7 separate regions of the Mus musculus genome follow, and regions 1, 3, 4, 5, 6 and 7 are each linked to region 2. The links are chromatin contacts, called in public promoter capture Hi-C maps. All regions are on one chromosome and are shown on one strand. The core of a region is the stretch at or near the end of the contact, and the rest is flanking DNA. Distances in the headings are between cores, read along the strand shown.

Evidence for each region. Promoter capture Hi-C pulls out the DNA fragments that hold promoters and counts their contacts.
Region 1: a contact with region 2 is called in a promoter capture Hi-C map of the HPC-7 cell line, with 5 times the contacts expected there. The contact joins the enhancer-like site here to the promoter of Commd9 in region 2. A contact is called at or near these places in 7 of 39 promoter capture datasets (the 3T3-L1 cell line, the HPC-7 cell line, embryonic stem cells and 3 more), 2 of 484 Hi-C or Micro-C datasets (B cells and the HPC-7 cell line) and 1 of 9 other capture datasets (macrophages).
Region 3: a contact with region 2 is called in a promoter capture Hi-C map of neutrophils, with 5 times the contacts expected there. The contact joins the enhancer-like site here to the promoter of Commd9 in region 2. A contact is called at or near these places in 8 of 39 promoter capture datasets (the 3T3-L1 cell line, 3T3-L1-derived adipocytes, the C10 cell line and 4 more), 1 of 484 Hi-C or Micro-C datasets (ventricular fibroblasts), 1 of 115 datasets of contacts at active chromatin or transcription factors (astrocytes) and 1 of 9 other capture datasets (macrophages).
Region 4: a promoter capture Hi-C map of pre-B cells shows a contact between it and region 2, with 3 times the contacts expected there. The contact joins the promoter of 4930547E08Rik here to the promoter of Commd9 in region 2. A contact is called at or near these places in 3 of 39 promoter capture datasets (liver, neutrophils and pre-B cells).
Region 5: a promoter capture Hi-C map of hippocampal neurons shows a contact between it and region 2, with 6 times the contacts expected there. The contact joins the enhancer-like site here to the promoter of Commd9 in region 2. A contact is called at or near these places in 11 of 39 promoter capture datasets (the 3T3-L1 cell line, 3T3-L1-derived adipocytes, the HPC-7 cell line and 7 more) and 1 of 9 other capture datasets (macrophages).
Region 6: a contact with region 2 is called in a promoter capture Hi-C map of pre-B cells, with 5 times the contacts expected there. The contact joins the promoter of Nat10 here to the promoter of Commd9 in region 2. A contact is called at or near these places in 1 of 39 promoter capture datasets (pre-B cells) and 1 of 9 other capture datasets (liver).
Region 7: a promoter capture Hi-C map of pre-B cells shows a contact between it and region 2, with 6 times the contacts expected there. The contact joins the promoter of Pdhx here to the promoter of Commd9 in region 2. A contact is called at or near these places in 6 of 39 promoter capture datasets (the 3T3-L1 cell line, the C10 cell line, the HPC-7 cell line and 4 more), 5 of 484 Hi-C or Micro-C datasets (CD4 T cells, adipose-derived mesenchymal stem cells, cerebellar granule neurons and 2 more), 3 of 115 datasets of contacts at active chromatin or transcription factors (astrocytes, fibro-adipogenic progenitors and large pre-B cells) and 4 of 9 other capture datasets (adipose tissue, embryonic stem cells, liver and 1 more).

The regions. Positions count from the first base shown.
Region 1 is chr2:102,971,898-102,975,053 of GRCm38.p6, reverse strand. No RefSeq gene overlaps it. Among named protein-coding and RNA genes, the nearest start is that of Gm34483, 32 kb to the right of the region's middle. Within about 2 kb of position 1,738, at least 50 of the 459 cell types and tissues checked have an H3K27ac peak or open chromatin away from gene starts, as enhancers often do. A contact at or near this core is called in B cells and the HPC-7 cell line, where this site is marked.
Region 2 is chr2:101,884,694-101,887,633 of GRCm38.p6, reverse strand. Commd9 (COMM domain containing 9) reads right to left here and starts at 1,372. Exons shown (of 6, transcript NM_029635.3): 1 at 1,315-1,372. The coding sequence starts at 1,365.
Region 3 is chr2:103,028,760-103,032,107 of GRCm38.p6, reverse strand. It overlaps Pdhx (pyruvate dehydrogenase complex, component X), which reads left to right. Exons shown (of 11, transcript NM_175094.5): 8 at 1,772-1,830. Among named protein-coding and RNA genes, the nearest start is that of Pdhx, 43 kb to the left of the region's middle. Within about 2 kb of position 1,582, at least 1 of the 459 cell types and tissues checked has an H3K27ac peak or open chromatin away from gene starts, as enhancers often do.
Region 4 is chr2:103,809,255-103,812,240 of GRCm38.p6, reverse strand. It overlaps 4930547E08Rik (RIKEN cDNA 4930547E08 gene), which reads left to right and starts at 1,619. Exons shown (of 4, transcript NR_040514.1): 1 at 1,619-1,768.
Region 5 is chr2:103,346,074-103,349,188 of GRCm38.p6, reverse strand. All of the region lies in intron 1 of A930006I01Rik (RIKEN cDNA A930006I01 gene), which reads left to right. Among named protein-coding and RNA genes, the nearest start is that of A930006I01Rik, 25 kb to the left of the region's middle. Within about 2 kb of position 1,643, at least 34 of the 459 cell types and tissues checked have an H3K27ac peak or open chromatin away from gene starts, as enhancers often do.
Region 6 is chr2:103,759,774-103,762,937 of GRCm38.p6, reverse strand. Nat10 (N-acetyltransferase 10) reads left to right here and starts at 1,668. Exons shown (of 29, transcript NM_153126.3): 1 at 1,668-1,889.
Region 7 is chr2:103,071,434-103,074,787 of GRCm38.p6, reverse strand. Pdhx (pyruvate dehydrogenase complex, component X) reads left to right here and starts at 1,275. Exons shown (of 11, transcript NM_175094.5): 1 at 1,275-1,498. The coding sequence starts at 1,339. It overlaps Apip (APAF1 interacting protein), which reads right to left and starts at 1,113. Exons shown (of 7, transcript NM_019735.4): 1 at 947-1,113. The coding sequence starts at 1,000.

The DNA.
Region 1 (3,156 bases), core at 489-2,988, 1.1 Mb before region 2:
TGTGCCATAGGACTTATGGTTCTCCAATGGATATGCGTGACTGTTCCCACAGCCTAATGTGATCAGGCCTTCCTGCATTTCTAGATTCTGGTGTGATTCACAATAAGTAAGAGATGTCTTGAATAATAAACTTATATTATAATGTATGAGATATTACCCAAAGTCACAGGCCAACTTGATCTAGCAGTTCCTCTAGTAGACCCTCTTCCCAAGTTAATTCAGGCTATGGTAAGTTGACAATTAAAACCAACCTGCATGTTCACTAATCCCACTCACTCAGACAAGCCCTCATGGGTGAGTAACCTTCCCAACATCACTATTTCCTAATGCCATACCTTGCTTGGGCCACACAATCTGAGTCTGGTGAAGAGTCAGGCCTAGCATTTTATGAAGAACCAGTGGCAGTGGCAGTGGGGACAGTAGTCACCATCCATCCTCTTTGCATTTAACTTTCTGTGTGACTCTTATAAGGAGCCATGTTGTATTGTATGCAGCTAGCTCTTACAGTGCTGCCTTTGGCAAAATTTAGCCCTACCGAGAATGTTGCTTTTTGCATGGAGTTTGGGGCTCTTCTGTTAGGGGTTGTGAGTCTCTGAGGGGACACTGACAGAGTCTAGTTCATAGGAAACTTCGGGATGATCAGATCTAGGAGCACCAGGGTCTTGAAGCAGTGGACCACCATTTGAATCTTCTTCTGGGGTGTGCCTCTAAGGCTGGTGCTGCTTAGATACTTCTAGTTGGTAAATAGTTTGTATTCATGAAAAAGAGAAGGAAAAAAATCACCAAGGATCCATCCAACCCACTATGCCACAGTTCCTGTTTCAGAAGGAAAACTCCATTTCCCCTTAGCTGAACATGTCTGGGGAAGAGGAGAGCTGTCCATCTAGAGAAGGCATCTGTTGAATTACAGAGTGAAATATGTTGATTCATTTTTAGGTCGTACCTCAGGTTTTGTTGTATGGCTGTGAAGACACCAGGACCAAGGCAACCCTTAAAAAAGAATGCATTTTTAATTTGAGAGTTGTTTACATGCTTACAATTTTAGAATGTTAGCCTATGATCATGGCAGGAAGCAGGCCGGCATGGGCTGGAACAGTAACTCAGAGCTTTACATTCTGATCCATAGGCAGTGGGGAGGGAGGGAAGGAGAGAGAGAGAGAGAGAGAGAGAGAGAGAGAGAGAGAGAGAGAGAGAGAGAGAGAGACTGGGCCTGGCATGTGTTTTGAAAACTTATAGCCCACCCCAGCCTCCAACAAGGCCACACTTCCTAACACTTCCTAATCCTTCCCAAATGATTCCACTGATTGGGGACCAAGCTTTCAAAAATATGGGTCTATGGGTGAACATTCTCAATCAAGCCATCATACTTGGGTACTTTGATACTAAGTAAAGCTTTGTTGAATTTTTGTAAATAAATTTAAAAATTAGACACATCGTAAAGTATATGCATTGGAAAAACTAAAGGGTAAAGCTCATATAATCAAATAAAAAGCTGTAGCCCCTGGTTTTGTATAGGATATGAATAAGGAAACCTTGGTAGGTGAAACCCGTTAACTAAGGGTCTACGGGTCAAGTCATTCTTGATTGCATCCCTGGGAAGCATTAGCTGCTGTGATGCCAATGATCTGAGCAGCAAAAGGTAATGTGTTTGCTTGGTAGCCCATTAATGGCAGGCAGAAGAGCAACTGCTAATGAACTATACAGGTTCTGCCAGCTAAAGAGGAACAGATACTGAACAGGCCCTGGTAACAGAGTCTGCCCCAGTTGCTGTGTACATCATCTGCCCTATGGTTACAATTTATTCCCTGAGGCTGCTAGGACCCACATAGATCCAAATGGACTCAACACACCTCTGTAAAGCACATGCGTAACAACATGAAGCTGCATAAAAGGAGGTCTGCAGTCCTCTCACACAATGTTAGAGACCCATATCTGTGTTCTGGAGAAAAGCAGGCAGTCATCCAAAGATGTCTCTGCTAGTCTCACCTATCCTGTGGAAGGTCCATACTTAGAGTCAGGAGTGTTGGGCTCCTGAGGTCCCTGAATACACCACAGTCTGGCATTTTGCTTAGACCATAAACTAAAAATAAGTGTCCCCAGGACTGTTCCTGTTGGCAGTGACAGTTGAACCATCACCTCGCCACAAAGACACTTGTCATTTGGGGGTTTGGAAAAGGGAAACACTTAAGTGCTAGTTTATCAGACTAAAAGAGTTTCAACAACCAGCCCAAACACAGCACCCAGTCCGCCCCCAGACTCCTGGTCAGAGGTCAGAGGTCAGAGTCTCAGCTTACAGGGGAAAGCTGAGCTTGTGACCCATGTGAGGCACAGAGGCTGCTCTTCACTTACAGCATTGAGAGGAAAGGTGAGGCAATGTGAACCCACAGCAGCTGCCTTTTAAACGTTCCCCCGGGAAGCTTTAGAAGAAAACAACAGTGTTATTTGAAAGGCGCTAGAAACATTTCCAAAATGTAGATGATCAGAGAGAGAGCTGGCAGTTCTGTGCATTATTAATATTCCCAGGTGTTTCTCATCCTGACTTTTTTTTACCAGTAAGAAGACCTTAGGGTTCAGTGGTGTGCCATAGATCAGAGCTTCGTCCTAGCCTTCTCCTATCCCTCACTCTGACCTGAAGTGAGAGTTTAATGAGAACTTGTGTGAGGAACAATTTAATATATGTCACTCACAAGCTTCCTTGACCTCAGACCCTCAATTTTATAGTATCAGGCTTTCCCACATTTCAACATTTCTTGGCTAGTTTTATTTTAATGATTATATGATATTCCATAAAATGGCTGGCTGTTGAATAGTGTAGTGAATCCAGACCCTAGCAGTAGACAAATAATTCTGTGATGGATATCTCTGGGCACCATTTTTCAAAGGAGAGTCCAGCCTTGAACCCTGCTTGGCCTGAGGCCTGAGGGTTGATACATCTATCTCTGTAAAAGGTCAGATTTAATGAGATCAAGTATAATGATCCATTTCTTGGGTCATTTACCCAGTGACCAATTTATCATTTTTCCTTTTCTTCTCATGCCTTTGGAAGCCATTCCCCACTGGGTTAGCAAGGAAACTTGAAAATTTAAATGAACACCAACTATTTTTAAGTACTTGTTGCTAAACAGAAAATCTTAAGGGAGCAAGAAACCAGACAGA
Region 2 (2,940 bases), core at 123-2,622:
GCTATGCCTTGGAGCTTTACTGGATCAATGTAAATACCCCAACTGTGATATTGTTCTGTAGATATCCAGGAAGTCACCATTAAGGAACATGGGACAAAAATCTCTCTGCATTATTTCCCACAACTACAGGAGATATTATAGTTAGCTTTTAATAAAGTGTATTTAAACAATAGAGCAGTGAAAATGAGCTATTGCTACAATCATGACTGGAAGCCAGATGTGAACACTGATATGAAGAAGTGTTCCATTTCTGTGGAGTTCAGAGACTGAGTAATAGTACATGGTGTCCGAAGCTATGCACTGTTGGGAAGGCAAGTGAAGTAAGTAACCAGGGAGGCACTGGGGGTACTGGTGTCTCAGTCTGTGGTCTGGTGTTGGCTACATGAGTGTGTAGTCATTAAGGGAATTACTAATGATTTCAGTATGCTATATGTTATTTTCCAAAACTTACCAAGGAAAAGAAAATGTCCCAAGACAAGCAAGCATGGAAAAGGAATGGCTTAAATCAACCACAAGGAAGAGAAAAAGCTGCTAAGGAGAACTCTTGGATCCTAGTCACAGCTCCACTATACTAAAGCCCTTCATAGCTATTTCTTCGGCACATACTGGGTGCCAGGTCTTGTTCTTGTTGGCATAGGCTTGTGAACAATGAAGTCAAAGTGCTCAGGAGTGGACTGAGCAAATGCACACTAGGAAGATGGATAACGGAAAGGGCATTATATGTGTGACTTATAATGACAGTGTCACGAGGATCATTTCTGATCTTCAACTGGATAAGAGAGAAGAAAGGAAAACAAGAAGAAACAGAAATCATGTTCCTCAGAAGAGAACACAAAGACATCCATGGTGTGTGCACACTAGTAATAAGTCCTAAGAGGGAATGCAAAGCCACCCTTCTAAGGAGTAACTCAAACTTTATGACGTCCCTAGAAGTACTAGGGTGACAAGAAGGAGAGAATTTCCCTGAGAGAGGCGTAAAGACTGGGATGAAATGGGAACTGGTGACTGTCACCCAAGTGCTCCAATCTATAAAACCACTCGTGGTCACTAATTCTTGGGTGTATTTACATCGACTATCTGATTTTTACTTCCACCTTAATATCTGGGCGTGATTAATTTTGTTGCTCCTGTTTAAAAGCTCAGAAAGGCTGAACGATTTTCTCAGGGTCACACAAAGAAGCACTGACGCGCGGCGGGTAGGGTGGGAGTGGGACAATGCTCCAAGTCAGGGCCGGTTTATTCCCAATTCTTGCTTTGCACCAAGTCCCAGACCCTAAGACGGTGGCCGCACGCGTCCCCACCCCTTCAAGATACCTTCAGTAGGCTCTGGAGCGCCACGAAATGCTCTGCTGTCAAGGCCGCCATCTTTCTGGAGTCACGTGACAGCCGGAGCAAGCGGAGCGTGCCTCGTGACCCCTCGCAGGACATGCTGGGAGTTGTAGTTCTTCACCGTGGCTGGCGGGAACGGCGTGCAAAGAACCAGGAAGTCTTCCTCCTGTATGACTAAGCTCAAAGACCAGAGGGCTGAGATACTGAGAGAACTCGGATATAGAATGATTTCCAGGGAACAACTGGCTGGACATCCTAGGTCAGGGAAACTGGTTTTGCCTTTGCCCCTCTGGGTAGGCTGGCTGATCTGGTGAATGCACCTGCAGACTTGGCAGACACCTTGGCAACTTAGATGCCCAGAAGAGATCGGCCTACTCACCATCTGGATTTAAATGAAGCTTTGCCTATTTGAATTCTTGGAATTCACACACACACACACACACACACACACACACACGCTCACATGCCTGCAGTACTCCCTAAAAACAAAACAAAACAAAAAAAACAAAAAACAAAAAACAACGCTTCAAGGCATATAGTTTCTTCTCTGTTTGTGGAGAGATAGGAGCCTTTGTAACTAGCCTTATCCAGACAGTCAAGCTAAGTCACTTAGGGTTCTTAGTAACTTTCCTGTGGTCCAAGAAGAGGTCTGGTTTGAAGGGCAGCTGATTAGGAAAGGGGTTAGAAAGGAAGAAGGCGTGTGAAGATATTGACTATCTTAGCTCTGTGCACCTCCGGCACGGTCTCTTCTGTCTGCATTCTTTCCCTTAAAACTGAGTGTTGAGGGTCATGCAGCAAGACCTGCCAACACCTTCCTCAGAGGCAGACCCTCCAGTCTTCAGAGAGTCTGAAAGTGGCAGTCGCTGGGTCAAAGGCTTAACTACAACCTTGCTATGGGTTGAGTCTGAAATCTGTTTTGCAGGTTCATCCTGTGGTCACTTGGACCCTAGCTTTGTGGGACTGCTGAATGTTAGAACCCTTAGGATCTGGGACCTTGCTAGTGAAGGTCTCTAGTGGCAGGCCTTTGGGGGTTATGCTGCTTCTGGTTCTGGCCTGATTGCATGGTGTCTTGTCTGCTGCTGTGTAAGAAGTCTTGGCTGTACATTATTGCCACCCTGCTCTGCCATGTTGGACTACAACTTCTGAAACCATGAACCAGAATAAATCTTCCTCCTCTAAGTTGTTTCCATCTAGTTCCTGTCACAGTGACACACCAGTAACCAATGCACTTGAGAAATTGAAAGCATAACAACTCAACTGAGCCATCCCAGGCTTTCTGGCTTTGAAATATTGTATAAGTCTTTAGGTGTAGCCTTTCCATGTCTTGATTCAAAGTGGCTGCAGGCTGTGAGCTTCCAGAATGAGGTACTAACTACTGTTTGCCAGCTACTAGGGAAAGCTGACATCCAGATGGGGCAATGATGACAGCCAAAGCAGCCATTTCCCCTGGCACTTGCCCTCTTTGCTGGGTACTGTATCTACTTCAACTGCAAGATGGGGAGTGACTCCAACTTCAAGAACAGGCTTCCAGAACTAAGAAAGAAACAGAAACCTGTGAAGGAAGGATCTGGCTTCCCAAGCTACCTGACTTTAAAGATGTCATTCTTCCTT
Region 3 (3,348 bases), core at 333-2,832, 1.1 Mb before region 2:
GAGAATTTTAAGCATGAGTAGATGCTGAATTTTTTCACAAACTTGTTTGTTTTCATCTTGGTTAAAATGACAAATTACATTAGTTGGATATCAATTGTTCAATCAACCTGATAATCCTCATACAAAGCTTTTTCATGTAGTTTGGTTTTATTAACATTTCATTAAGAGTCTTCATATTGGCTGAGTGTTAGTGGACTCAGGAGGTTGAGACAGAGGATTCCAAGTCCCAGGCAGGTCTGAACTATGTATAATTGCATGGGTACCCATAAGAGATACTCCCCTTCTGCTATCTTTCTTTGAGTTCATTCGTGTTCCCGGTGTTTGTCTTCAGTTCTAGTAGAAGAGTTAGTTAGGAAATGTGTCTTACTCCTATATGCTATAGAATGTTTAGTACAATAGGGTTCTCTCTTTAATGTTGATAGAGTTTAAGAGTGAAACTCTTTATGTCTGGGATTTTAATTGATACTTGGGGTTTAGTTGATTGTTTAGTTGGCTGGTTAGCTGATTGGTTGGATGTTCTGGTAAGTTCTGTCTGTGTAGCCCACAGAAACTCATGATCATCCTATCCCTGCTCTCCAGGTGTACATTACCATATTCAGTTTTTAATTATGTATGTGTTAATTACTACTACTAGGACTTGAAATTTCCCATAGTAAGGGATTTTTATTTAAAAAGTACTTGAGATGAAGTGACCTTTGCATACATTAGATTTGAGAGGTCTTGCTTTGGAGGTAGAGAGCATCTTATGTATGCAGCTGAATGTATGGTCCCGAAGCTCTGAGTATGTAAGGTTAGAAATACAATTTTGGAGGTATGGTAACCGTCTTCTAGATGGCATCAGAATCACCAGTCTTCAAGTTCCCGTCTGGGTTGCAGGGACATGGAGAGAGGGGGCCAACAGTAAATGAGTAGACAGGAGAAGAAAACTGGATGAGTCTGGGCAACCAAGAAAGCCAGTGAATGTAAGTGTGGAAAGGAAGAAAGTGAGGAAGGGCAGGGGCCGTCTTCAGGCTGCAGTACGAAGAGAACAGGCTTTTAGGTAAGGTGATGGACTTGAGTGCTGCCAGAGGCTGGCATACGGCTGCTGTGGCACTGAGCTAAAAAGGAGCTCCCATTTAGTGACCCTGTTTTATATTTAAAGGTGCTTGTCTTAAATTCTTTTTGTCATACACTCTGTTAGATAAAGGGGAAATTTAAGCACTCTTTACAAACACAATCATCTATTTGATATATTTACATACTCTACTCTTCTAATATTATCAATGTATTATAAAATGTGCACAGAACAGAGCCATTTGAAAATGAAGAAGACTGACCGGCACACGAGTACAGAGACTGTTTGCCCTTTAGAGCCATGGTAGTTGGGACTTCTATTCAGTCATAGTGGTGCTGTGCTCTCCCAGCTCATGTGCACGCTTGCTGAATGCCTTCACAAAATGCTAATCAGGGCTTAGAAGTGAACGTTCTGATGGACGAATCCTGAAAACTGAATGCAAGGCCTGAGCATGGTAAGCACAGGTTACCTGTAGACTGTACTCCACCCTACAAGTAAACGGTGTGCTCTCCCTTAGCCCCGTGTGTAGCACTTCATGCAATCCATGTTTTGCTAAGCAAGGAAATGTGTTTCACAAAGCAAACAGACTTGTTTTTCATCACTGTGTGCCAGACTTTTCCATACTCTACCAGTTTGATATCACAAGGGCCAGTGTTAAAGTATTACAAATACTGGTTTTAATATTAATAATTAATTAATAACTTATTCTTCTTTCAGATGACATTAAAGTCTCAGTAAATGACTTTATCATCAGAGCAGCAGCTGTTACTCTTAAAGTAAGTGGCCAAACCAAAATAATTGTGGCTTTTAAGTGTCTCTTGGCTTAAAATGTGTATACTTTTGTTGCTAAAATATTGTATTATTTAGTTTAGTTGCTTTACAGGTAAGGAAACTGAGAATCAAAAGAGTTCCCAAAGTAATTGTAGCAGAATGAAGAGCATCTGTACAGTCCACACTGTTTGATCCCTTGTCCTCGGAGAAGGGCCAGCCAGCACTGGAGATGAGGGGTGGTCAGCAGAAGCCCGCATCACCTATACTGCTGCTTCACAGTTACCCAGGGCCTGGTCAAAGTGAATTCTGGCTCTCTTCTCTTTATCTTTATCCATCCACACTTTAAGTAATTAATAGAGGTTTGCAGTTTCCTAGTAAAATAACTGGATCTAGTTGATTTTGGTGCTTTCTCCTTTACTTTGTAGATACTGCTTTGTGCCTGAATTTGCAGTCTTCTCTTCATTTTTAAAACATCTAGCTCCCAGAAAGTTGCTCCTCTCATGCAGTTTCCCAATTATCTAAGCCCAGAGCCTCTGGCTGCTGTGGTTGTCCATGTTGATGTTGCCTGAGATGCTCTAAGCGCCACCTTGCTTGTATCGTTACCAGCTTGTTTTCCCCACTCAGCTATTATATGTTTCTTCCTTTCCTTAGGTCTGCGTGGTTAGAAAACTTGAGTGTGGAATTCATTTTAATAATTCCTTAAAAGGGTTAAGAGTTTGAATATTGTTTTGAATCCAACTTAGATCATTTTCCGTGGGTCTTCATTATGTATTCATTGATTAAATGTCATTCCAAAATAGTCTTCCTTGTTGGGGGTTTGGTGTGTTTTATATATGGGCTTGTACACGTGTGCATGTGCGCGTGCGCGTTTGTGTGCACTCGAACATGCTCCTGCACTCGAGAAGAGGGCTTCAGGCAGCTTCGAGGTGCCTGATGCAGATGCTGGGAATCAAGCATTGATCCTCTACAAGACTAGTGCATGCTTTCAACCTGGCACTCCTCTAGCCCCCTGTTCTTTGTATTGAAGAATTTGGGATCTGTTGAGGATCTTTTAACATTGTGGCATTGTTGTGAATGAACAGTTACAGAGAAATTATAATAATAACTGGCTGATTCTGAGATAAAAGAATAAAATAATCTAGATAGAGTGAAAATGTCACCCTCATAGTGCAGAAGTGACATGAGAGAGGCAAAACAGAATCAGGCTGTGCTTCCCATTGTTAAGTGACGTCCCTGGACTCTTGGTCTTACTCCGCAGAAAGCACAGAATTTCTGAGAAGATGAATTGGCTTTTGGTTTCTGTGTTCAGCCCCAGATTTGCCCTGTGATATTTGGCAACATCAATACACACCATCTAGGCAGTTAGCCATTTTGAATGTTCTTTTTGTTCTTCAGGGTAGTTCTCTCTCTAAGTCTGTACCTGTGTGTGTAATGTCTATCTCCTGTTTGTGATGCTTGGGAAATTGATTTTAAATAGAAGGCTCATTTACTGAGGGCTTGTTAATATGTATTTCAGAGTTGTG
Region 4 (2,986 bases), core at 370-2,869, 1.9 Mb before region 2:
TAGAAATCAATGCATTAAGTATGGGTGCTTATCAATAAACTACATTTAAAACCAAGTTAATAAACACTCAAAACTTGTCAGGCCTGGTGGCACAGCCCTGTAATCCCAGCTACTTATAGGGCTGAGGCAAAATGATCTTAAGTTTCAAGGTCAATCTGAATAATTTAGAGAGCCCTCTTTTTTTTTTTTTTTTTTTTTCCTTTCAAAATCAAAAGGGCTAGAGGTCATGGTTCACTAGTTGAGAACTTGTCTGGCAGGCTTAGAGCCCCAGTACCAGGACTGCCTCAGTACCATAAAATGTAGAGGTGGCTCTGCAGTTAAGAGAGTTTGCTGCTCTTCCAGAGGATCTAGGTTTGATTCCCAAAATCCATATACTAGTTCCCACCACCTACTGTAATTCCAGGTCCAGAGGATCTTCCTCTGGATGCTACAGGCACCAGGCAAGCACACAGAACACAGGCAGTTACACACATAAAAAAACAAAAACACGAAAACCAAAAAGTAAATATTCCCTGTTGGAGAATGGCTCATTAGTCATTAAGGAAGACCTGATGGCTTTTTTTTTTTTTTTTTTTTTTTTTTTTTTTTTTGTGGCGCCACCTAGGCCCTCACCTGAGTCAAGACGGAGCTGCGTATCTCCTTCCCTGCCACTGGCTGTCAGAGACCCAATGAAGTGGATGGTGAACACAGATTTCATACTTTCTGAGAAGTGCATGGTCACAGAAGTAGCTGCCGGTACTCTGGTGAAGAGTGGAAGGGTTGTGTAGTTGGAATCTGTGGTAGGGACAACAAAAAACTTTCCCATGAAGCAAGGCATCTTGGTCCACATCATAGTGTACCTGCTGTTGAGTAAGAGGAGTTCTTGTTAGAGACTAACCAGAACTGGAGAGAGGAAGTGCAAATCTATTCAGGAATGTGTTACAGATGCCAACCTCAGTGTTCTTAATTGGTTTATTGGGGATAAAAGGAGAAATATATTCTCTGAGTGACAGGTGTTACTGTGCCTCAGCAGTTAGGGCCCAGAAGAGCTAGTAGAATCCAAAAACATTTCATTCCCTCTAAAAGGGATGATGTCCTTACCTGGGTGTGGTGGTGCTTGCCTTTAATTCCAGCACCCAGGAGGCAGAGATAGACGAGATGATCTCTGCGTTCAAAACCCGCCTGGTCCATCCTGGTCTACAGAGTTCTAAGACATCCAGGATCACAGAAAAACCATGCCTTGAAGGAAAAAAAAAATGATGTCTGCCAATATGTCCTCAGAAAGCCCTTAAAAAGAAAAGAAGCCCAGAACCAAAGCACCCAAGACTCATCATCTTGTCAATCCACATACTCTGTAACACAAACACCAACTTGTTGTGTAGGGGGCGGGGCCGATGCTAAGGGCCTGGTCTCCAATTGGTTCATTTTTGTTGTTGTTTGTTTGTTTGCTTGTTTGTTTCGAGACAGGGTTTCTCTGTATAGCTCTGGCTGTCCTGGAACTCACTTTGTAAACCAGGCTGGCCTCAGAAATCCTCCTGCCTCTGCCTCCCAAGTTCCAATTGGTTCTTGATCTGTCAGTAAGGAAATCCATGGGCCAATTGCTGGGCGGAAAAGAGAGGTGGGATTTCCGGTCCCAGAAGACAGACCAGTCATAAGGGAGGAGAACAAAGTTCAACAAGCTTTGGAAAGAAGAGAATCGGGCAACCACGTGAGATCTCAAAGTGGAGTGGCTACACAGACCACTCCTACAGGCTGTTGGTCTGGGGAGTTTAGTAATTGTGCCAAGAAGGCAAGTTGAAAAGGAAGTACTGTGTGTGTGTTTTATCTGCGGATTCAAGGGAAGCTGGTACTGGGCTGGTTGTGCGGTCACTTCCCGGAGCTAAAGGCAGGTAGAGCTTAAAAATGACCTACACTCCTATACTTCATCTACAAATTGGGATCCCTAGTATTCTCTCTGGGATTCAATTAATTTGCCAAAAATGGTTCACTGAAAATCAGGTAAACATTTTGAACTCTGATAGAGGATATAGTGAAGGATTCACGTAAACACCCAGACAAAAAGATTATCAAATTAATTCAAAGGATCACACGCTGCCAGAGGAGAGGGACTCAGAGAATCACAAAGGTCTTAGGGTTCTGTGAAAATACAAATATCAAAGACCCAGTATCAGACCTGGGCAGTGGTGGTGCATGCCTTTGATCCCAGCACTTAGCACTTAGGAGTCAAAGGCAGGTAGATCTCTGTGATTTTGAGGCCAGCTTTGTCTATAAAATGAGTTCTGGGACAACCAAAGTTACACAGAGAAACTCTGTCTCAAAAAGCCAAAGTCAGCCAACCAACAAACCAACCAAACAAGCAAAGGACCCAATAGCACTCTGGCCCTGCGGTGGTGGCCCATGCCTTTAATCCCAGCACTTGAGAGGCAGAGGCAGGCGGATTTCTCAGTTCGAGGCCAGCCTGGTCTACAAATGTGAGTTCCAGGACAGCCAGGGCTATACAGTGAAACCCTGTCTCAAAAACAAACAAAAACAAACCAAACAAACAAACAAAAAAAAGAATCTCTCTGGACCCTCGGCAGTTCAACAGGGAGCAGGAAGAAGAGCTAATATGTGTTTACAACCTCACACTCACATAACCCTTTCCTCCTGAGAGCTGGTTGTTAAACTTGCCCTATGGTTGCCTTGGTATATTTCTAGACTTATAGTCTGGGAAAGATAAAACCCTCAAGTTTTGGAAGTTAATAAAATCCTGTCATGTTAGATGTTGATAGCACAAAATGCCCATGGTCAGAGACTAAAAACCAAACAACAACAACAACAACAAAACAAACAAACAAACTCCCCATCCATCCCCAAAACATGGGCTTGTTTCTGCGTGCTGCAAAGGAAAAGGAAAGTGAAGGTTCTAGATCTGTGCGAGGCTGCATATCAACCTCCTTGAATGCAGGTTTCAAAAACTGGGGAGCCTCAAGAGATGGCTCGTCGTTAGTTAAAAGTACTTTGTACT
Region 5 (3,115 bases), core at 394-2,893, 1.5 Mb before region 2:
ACTCAGGGATGAATCCAGTGTAGTGATTTGGAGTATGGGAGGAAGAGGGTAGAATTACCATTTACTGGGATGGGAAAACTTGTGAACCAGTTGGTCAGTCATGAGTTTGGGTGTGGACATGCCAACTGTCACGTTGCAGATGCTCAGGAGAAGCCGTTGTGAGCGTGGTGTATAGGGGGAGAGGTGGGCTGTGGGTCTCCATTTGGGAATCATCAGCCTAGAGATGGTACTTAGACGCTGAATTGTTTCTTCACAGAGGGAGGGTGGATGCAGAAGAGTAGAGCATGAGAGTACAGGTTTCAGGTCATGATGTTCAGAGGGTGGGGCATCAGGAGGACAGCTGGTATTTATAAACACTAGAACGAGAATATGAGAATCGATATCAGGACATTTACCAAAGCACTATCTGGTAGGGGGTGACAGAACAAGTCCACAGAAAGCTCTCCCAACGGTACAACAGATCCAGGCTGGTGGCCCCATCACCGCCAAGCAAGGGTGATGCTGTGCCCTGCTGTGCTGCTCTCTCAAAAAATGTGAGCGTTGTCTCTAAGCCAATTGTAAATGATGGCCAGGGTCATAGGGTTTTCTAACATGCTGGGCAGTCAGGCAAACAGCTGTAGGAGTGGTTGCAGGGAGACTGGGGGGCTGTAGGTGACAGGCAGGGATAACTCGGGGTGACAGACTCTCTAGCTGCTCCCCAGAAGCCATAGTTATGGGAGAAGCCATAGTTTCCTCAGAAGCACTTGGCACGTTGTCCGGACAGCAAGAGAAGCCAGTGCTGCCATTGATAGCTGTGTGACTTCAGGAAAATTGCTCAATGTCTCCCAAGCTCTATTTCCTCGTCGCTCATGACTAATAATTCCGTCCATGGGGGTATTTGTAAAGATTAAAGAATGTTAAGTACATTAATGCGTGTAGTGAACTGCAAAGCTATATGCAAATACAAGCGTTGGAACTAAGGAGGTCTGTGATTCCTGGCTCCATTTACACAAGAATGGATTGTCACACTTTGCATAAGTGATGGGTTTTCCTTTCTGAAGTTACTTCTTTGAGATCCCTAATCCTTACCATTGGGAGAAAGACTGGGGTTAGGAGAGAGGAGAAGGGTAACACAGGAGGTGAATGACCAAAGCACATTAATACATGTTTGAAAACATCTTAATGACACCCATTATTTTGTACAATGAGTTAGGCTGGTGGGGGGGAGACAAAATCGATATTTTAGAGAAAAAAAAAAGCTTCACAAACTGAAAGTGTCTTCCATTATTTGCTTTAGAGTTAAAGCATGAGCCACCATCCTTGGACTGGGAACACAAGAAAGACATTTCACTTCCCCCATCAATGATTTCTCTCTCCCTCCGGTTCCTTATCTGCCTCCTCCTTATCTCAGAAAAGCCTTTAGCCGGTTGCCAGGAGAGATGGCTGATCTTTCTCTTCTGCCTCCCGCAATGCTGATAAAAAGCAGGAGGGGGCACAAGGGATGGAAACAATTCTGGTCCTGCCAGCCTCAGTCCAAGGAGCATTTTAGGCCAGGGGATGGGGTTCCCCTGCTGGGGGCGGGGAGATCAGTAGGTCTGTGTGTTCCAGTCTCGACAGTCCAAAACCCTCTCTTGACATTGGGAAAGTCAGTGAGTTGGATTCAAGCTTTAGGGACTCTTTGGCTGCAGTCTGGTTACTTCTGCATGCAGCCACTAGATGGCAATGTCTTCCTAACCCTAAAGCAAGGTTTTGCTTTGGAAAAATGCCAAGTTTTAACACAGACAAACCACACACACACACACACACAGACACACAGACACACAGACACACAGACACACACAGACACACACACACACACACACACAGACACACAGACACACAGACACACACACACACACACACACACAGAGACACACACACACACACACACACACACACACACACACACACTTGTTCTCCCCTAAAGTGCAAAATAATATCCATATCAATAGGGAAGCAAAGAACGTTCTTTCTGAAAACTCTGGGTAAGTTAGTGATGCAGACAGACAGGGCACCTGCTGGAAGGAGGCATATTTGTGAGGACTGAGGTCTTCATTGAAGATGTCTTCAGTGGCTGCAGACAGTGTCATCAGGGAGCTATGGGAACTGTTGGGTATTAGGAAGCTGCAGAGGTCATGGAGATGTGCCCTAGATGGAAGGTTTGTGTGAAGAACCCTGCAAAACTCTGGCCCATGCCAAGTGCCGCCTGGCCTTGCAGAAGTTGGCCTTGCAGACACATGCCCAGGGCTGGCTGTTAAGACTGTCCTGGCAGAATCAAGGACCTCCTTTGCAGGCAAGGAATTCAGAGAGAGACAGTGCGATGGGAGCCTTCTCTTGTAGATGGGGAAACTGAGGTCAGAGCAAGGAAGGTCTCTGGAGTCTGTCTTCTTGCTAAGTTTCTTTGCATGTAAACAGCCCAATTGACTTTAAATGGCTTTTCCCAATGTCTCATGCTCTTTGATGAGCTAGCATAGCTTCTTAAGCTTCCTGGCTCCAGCTTGCCAAGCGCCAGTGTCTATGCAAACCCGGGCATGCTGCAGTGGTTGAGGTTCCAATAGCAGATGAATATGTTCAAAGCCATCCAGCAGCCAAGTGATCCGGTAGAGGAGAAAAGTCATTCCAAGTAATCGCTTATTAACTCGCCAAGCAATCTCACATCTCACCGTAGATGCTTTGCAGCTAATAATGATAATAATAAGTACTTATTTAGTGCTTCTTGTAGATCAGTCTCCATTTTAATCAGTTAGTATCATAGAGCCACATTATTCCAACAACACCATGAAATAGATCCTACTGCCATTTTTTTGAGTCAGGAGCTGTCTGTCTATACAGCTCAGGCTGTCCTGGAACACAGGAGAAATGCCCCCCCCCCCCCCCGCCTCAGTTTCCACAGTGCTTGGATTACCGATATCTGCTGACAAATTTGGTTCAGTTATTACTCTGTCTGTGTTACAGGTCCAATAGGGTAAATCAGAGAAGGTAAATAACTCGCCTACGGTTACACAGCTGGAAGGCACAGAGCCAACATCACACCCTGCTTTGCCTAACTCCAGAGCAGATCTTTTAGCATTCCTGCCATGAAGTTGCTTATGACACT
Region 6 (3,164 bases), core at 419-2,918, 1.9 Mb before region 2:
CAGTGTTTAGAACAAAAGTTTATGGGCAAATGTAATCCAGAAAGTGCATCATTCTTCAGCAGAAATTGAGGTGTAAGTTGGAAGTGGTGAAAGGATTTCAGATTCCCTGTCACCACGGAGTATCTTGTGCCTTCAAGGATGGTTTCATCTCTGGTTTTACTTAATCCAGGTGGCCAAATCCAGCCTAGCTGTTCTGAATATTAATTCTTTATAGTTACTTTGTCTATAAATACCTAAGTCCCAAGCCCCTCAAATTCAAAAGTCACACTAAAGTGCTTGAATATTAAATGGCCAGTGAAATGGCTCTGCAGCTATCATCACTTGAAGTCAACCCAGACCAGAGTTTTGACTCCTGGGACAAAGGTGGAGGAAGAGAATTGTCTCCAAAACCCTCTAAACCTGCAGGTGTGCAGTTCCATTCCCATACCCATCTTCTCAAGCACATTTGATATTCTACACTGAGAATATTCTACATCAACTATTTTCAGTCCAACTACTTGATAGGGGCAGTTGGCAGTAAGTTGGAAGCTGTCTTTGTTGTCTTTATATTCTTCAGTAAAATCACATGCTTCCACAGCATAGACAGCTCAGCCATCTAGCACTGGCTACCCTTCCCCTGCCCTACTACTTTATCATTCTAAATCTTGACTATCTTATGGCAGTTGCCCCCGTTTGCATCCTGACCTGGTGGTTTCAGATTTTGCAGTGACTAAGGTAATCATAGCCATCATCTCTGTTCCCAAAATTCCAGTTTTTTGTTTTCATTACAACGGAAATACCATATCTGGGCTACTTAAGCAGAATCGACTAGCCTTATTTGCCCATTTTTGTCCTCTTCCTATATTGGTTCCTTTAAAAAAAAAAAAGTCGAGTACTCACAAGGGTCATTATTTCTAAGTTTTGTGTTTTGCTTGTGTCACCACCACCTTATAGGACTTGTCTGCCCATTATAACAAAGTACTGGTAGTTTTATTTTCTTAAGTGCATTTAGAACCTTAGTATTAAGTCTAGGGCTGTATTGGTGACTTAAAACAATATGGCTAGGCATCATGAAGTCTTTAAAGTCCATTGAAATTTAGATTGATATTGAAGTTGGTGCGTAAATTTGGGGAAGGAATTCGTTTTAGATAACAGAACTTGTGCCCAAAAATATAGGATAAACCGATTTCACGTGGCTCATGCTAAAAGGAAAGCAGACATACTTACGGGTATCCTTGTGGATGTGGTTGGATGAGCTTTGAGACCCAATGTTGGGCTTTTAGTACACTTGGCATGAGTAAGAAAAGCCTGCAGAGTACCGCGGCCACGATCGTTGGTACAAAGTCTACAGACATTCTCAGACTGCTGCCGGATGGAGGTTCAAGTAAGATGAATTAAACAATTACTGGGCTAGTTTCATATAAAAGTAGGGAGGTCGATAAAACAACACCTACGCTAGCAACAGCTATTGCCTTGTACAACCCTGCTATAGAGGTTTTTTTCAACATAGCAACAGTGGACGAGTTCCTGTACCAGTGGCAACGGCAAATGCGAGACACCCGGATATCTAAACGATTACTTCCGCCTGTCATAGCCAGGTTACCCGCAGCAAATGGCGAAATGGCGGCCGGGAGTTAGTGCGCAAGCGTAGCGGAGATCCGCGGCGTGTTCTTACGTCATCACTAAGCGTCGAAGCCATGGAAGGTCCCATAGCTGTAGTGGTCCCCTCCCTTCTGAGCACTTGCCCACGTGCTGTCTGCCACTTAAGCGGATTCACGTGCAGCGGCGGCCCCGGCGTAGCTCAGCTGTGTAGAATTTTCTCCAGCAGATTGGTCAGCCTGGGTAGCAACTCGGTGTCTTCACGTGCTTCCGTTGTGCAGCTGCCTGGTGTCGGCCGGAGCAGGGCGCAGGTACTCTTTGCAAGGGACTGGGTCGGATGTTGAGATGTGCGTTTGGGTCTTTCACTGGCCGGTAGGGCTGGCTCGAGTACGGAAGCTTCTGTACCGGCTGGTGCCTGTATCTTCGGACTCTTCGCCTGGACTGCCCTACAGACAGACGTTCCTGGTCCGGGATACTCTGACATGCGGGGCTGGCTTCTCGAGCGCTTTCCGGGAGTGTGGCTCCTTCCCACACTCGGGCTTCTTCTCTCTCTTTGAGAGAATGGGTTGGTGTCAAAACTATTTTCTGAGAAACTCGGCTCCTCGTAGCAGTGGTAGGCTTTGAACTAACGCGGTTTAGTCCCAGATATTCTGCTCTTAAATACTGCAGTATGCCAGTTTATTTGCACTATTTAGCTGTCTCAGTCAGGACATTTGACAGTGCACCTCGTGATGCTTAGTACCCGGTGCTGTGTGTACAAGAATGGATACAGCCGAATGAAAATGACTTGTCGATCAGGTTGTGGTGGCGTATACCGTTAATTCCAGCGCTTGGAAGGTGGAGCCTGGAGTATTTTTTGGAGCTCGAGGCCAGTCTGGTCTGCATAGTGAGACTGTTTGAAAAAACAAAACAAAGCAAACAACAACAACAACAAAACCCAATACGATTCATCTTATTTTCTCTTTCCAATAATGCTTTCCTTATGTATTAAACGTTTCTTGGAACCAGTAATTTTAGATCGTTATCAGATCCCTCACTCTGGCCATTAATTTTACATTAGTTTTGTGTGTAGTTGTATTTCATCTACTTTTAAAAGTACTTTTTAGAATTAAAGCTTGTACTCAGGGGCCTTACCTGTTAATTCTAAGACTCTCCTATTATAACAAAAAATAAGACTCCCCCCCCCCCCCCCCCCCAAGACAGGGTTTCTCTGTATAGCCCTGGCTGTCCTGGAACTCACTCTGTAGACCAGTCTGGCCTCTAACTCAGAAATCCGCCTGCTTCTGCCTCCCAAGTGCTGGGATTAAAGGCGTGGGCCACCACTGCCTGACAAGATAAGACTTTTAACAATTAAGCTGGACTCGTTAACATTAGGTACCCATTCATTTTTTGTAGGTGTTTATGTGGCTGGCAACATAAAGCTTACAAACTGAGTTGCTTTGGACTTGGGTAGATCCCAGTGTAAAGTCTATTTGTTACATCAGTGCCTTGGGATACTAGATTTTTTTTTCTTTTAAGACTTATTTATTTATTATATCTAAACACACTGTAGTTGTCTTCTGACGCACCAGAAGAGGGTGTCAGAT
Region 7 (3,354 bases), core at 26-2,525, 1.2 Mb before region 2:
TTTCTTTGTGGTTTCCTCAAAATATGGGCCAATCTAAAATGCTAGGTATTCAAAAGTCTTTGACAAATCACCATCTGAAACCACCCACTTCTCCTTCTATACTTGAAAAACATCTTCAGCTTCTTTTTTGTATGTGGCTATTTTCTGTCTTGATAAATTCAATCACAGCTCTTGAATCACAGGTTATTTTGCTGATCTGGCACAACACTTAGTATGAAAAAAAAATCTGTATTTCTATGATGACCGTCACCAAGATTTACTAATAAGGGATGACAAACATGTCTGCTATCAATGCACCTTGATTCTGATACATTGCTTCTACTTTCCTCGTTCTCCATATATAGGGATGGCCACCAGGGACCTGTGTCCTATATGCAAAATCTCCCTTTCAGTCGTGCCTAATTTCAAGGTTTATAAAGAATTTGTGAAAAGCCACTTATTCCAAGACAATAATAGTTCAGATGCTCTGCATTAAATATTTCCTGTTTTATTTTAAATTGAGACCCCTTGGCTAGACGAAAGGTTAGTAAAGATATAATTTTGTGGACTTCCCCTGAGTCTTCTGCAGGGCTTATCAGTTAGTATCGAAGCTGTTTATTCTTCTAGTTCGCTAGTTCACCATTTTCTTAGCACTAGAAGGCATTTCATAAGCCTGCGTCCTGTTTAACTGAAAGAAAACCCATGTTGCCCCAGGGCCCATTTTCCTTAAAGAAGAATCATTTCCAAGAGCTCCCACCTCATAACGTCAAGTAAGATAGGCAAGGACAACTGCCCAAAAGAGTGCCCTTTGGGGTGCCTGACAATTCCGGTAGAGCAGTCCTACTAGCACAGAGGGGCCTCTGACTTTCGCGGACTGGGTTAGGAATTAGCCGCCTAGAGCTCCTGGCCGAAGCCCCACCCCGCGGCCCGTGACCCCACCTCGCCTGCTGTAGACCGCCGTCCTTACCTGCGCGCCACACGGCCGCGAGCAACAGTCTCCTTGAGCTTGACAGCCAGACATGGTTCTGACTCTGCTCCGTTATCTGTCCCGCGCTCGTTCCAAGTCTGAGCGGCCGGCAGAACGCTATTAGGCGACAGAGCGGGCAGCCTGGGGGCGGAGCAAGAGTGAGAGGCGGAGTCTGAGGGGGACCTCGTCCCTTTGGAGAATCTGCGGCGGCGCAAACCGGCCGGTGGGCGTGCCCGTGAAGGTTGGAGGCGGTGTTAGAAGGACTAGTCCTCCAGTCCAAGGCGGGGAGCGTGCGCTGTGGGCGGGGCCAGCCCATGCAAGGCGGGGCCTGGACGGGCCTTGAGGCCGCCAATCTAGTTGACTTGCGAGCTTTCCCGGAGAAAGCCGGGAAGATGGCGGCCTCCTGGAGGCTTCACTGTAACCAGCCGCTGCTTCGGTACCTTCTGGGATTTAGCAGCCGTCGAAGCCTGGGACTGGCTCAGGGTGCTGCTGCTTGGCCTGTCGACCGTGGAGCAAGTTGGAGGTGGTTTCACAGTACTCAGCTGCTGCAGGGTGAGTGGCTTGCGCTCGCTCCACTTCTCTCTTTAGCTGAGCAATGGGGCCTGGGTCAGGGGCTTTCTTGATTGGGGACACGGTTTGTGAGGTTAAGTGCGGACTCTTCCTGTTCCTTTCAACCTCCCCCAGAAACGGGCCTGCTGACTTAGCCTATGGCATGCGGCAAAAGAACTGTCTTCAGACTTGGGAGAGCATGGTTCCGTCCTTGGCCTGCCTTCAGGGCTACATGGCTTCTCTGTGACCTTGCTTTAGAATTTGAGAAATTTCGATGTCACCTAGGGAGGGTCTGTTTTAAATCCCTCTATTTTAGACCCTTATCAATCACATGTCAAATTTCTTTAATTTTACCATTCCTCTCTAATGTAATATAGCTGCCCATACATTCAAAGCCACTATTACCCATACTGATTCATTCAAAGGACCTGTCCCTATTGGAAAACTTTAAATCTTACTGCACTTAATGTATGCAGCATACAAGACTTAACTTAGAAAATACAGAATCACAGACATTGCTAGAATGTTTCAAGTAAAATATGTGGCATGAAATTCATACAGCCTATTACATAAAATTGTTCTTAAGCAGTGATATTGAACTCGGAGATATACCCACTGTCCTTCCGTTATTTAACATACAGCATATAAAATGGCAGACCTGGCATTATTCTTCCTTACGTGTATGAATATGGGCTGGGGGTTAGGATGGGGGCACAGAAAACAGTTTTAGAAACCATTAGACATTTAAGTAATCATTCTTACCACCACCTGGTACAGTAGGCCTAGCCCACACTTTCTGAGCTGTCTGAGGCCACAAAACAAAACAAAAAAAAAGAAAAAGAAAAACAATAAAATCCGTGTGCTGAGATTTCTAAAGAGGGGCTAATAGGGACAATTTACCTAAGTCATTTTTGGAGTAATGTTTAATAAATACTTCCTGGATATTGTCTTTAACTGTATAGTATATAATATTTTCTCTGCCTGGTCCTCATTTGTTAAAACTGAACTTGCCTACACTTAGCAGAAACTCTGACTCAGGAATCTGCACCTTATACTGTTGTGAGTTTAATGGAGCACACTTTTGAGACTCCCTGCCTCAAAACATCGAGGAATATGAAAGCTTAGATTGGGAAAAATACCTGTGAAATGGCCTATCCTTGCTTGTGAGGTCTTTTTGAGAGTGTGAATTTCCTAAACTCTGTTTAAAAAGGAAAGAGTGTGTGTTCTTAGACACAAAAAATGAGTAGTTTCCAAGATTTTTCTTAGAGTCAGCTGCTTCTGCCTTTAGAAATTCACATGGATAGTTTTCATCTGCTAAGTCTTGGCATTTTACCTGGACTTATCCTCTACCTCCGGGTAGATACCTTGAACACCTTGTCTGTCGGCATCATTTGTAGGAAGATGGTGCTGAATCCCAAGGCAAACTGAGTAGTTTTATTATCACTACCCACTATCCACTTAAAGTACACATTCATTGTCTTAAAGCTTTTGGGGTCAGAAGTATAAAATGAATCTCACTAGGCTAAAGTCAAGGCGTCTAGCCAGGATTGTCTTCTTTGGAGGTTCTAGTAGGCAATCTGTTTCCTTGTTTTGTTTTGTTTTAGTTTGTTTGTTTGTTTGTTTGTTTTTGCTTTTTTTTTTCCATCCAAAGCCTTCTCAGATTTGTGGGCTCTTAGTTCCTGTCTCTCCTCCAGCTCAGTAACAGCGAGTCTAGTATTGAGCACACTTGTATCTCTCCACACTTCCTCCTACCTCGCTTCCATCGAGAGGATGAAGTCTTGTTGCTATGTTGGGCCCAGCAGGATAATGGATTTTTCCCCATCTCAGGATCAGTTGATAACAACCTCCATCCACGTTCA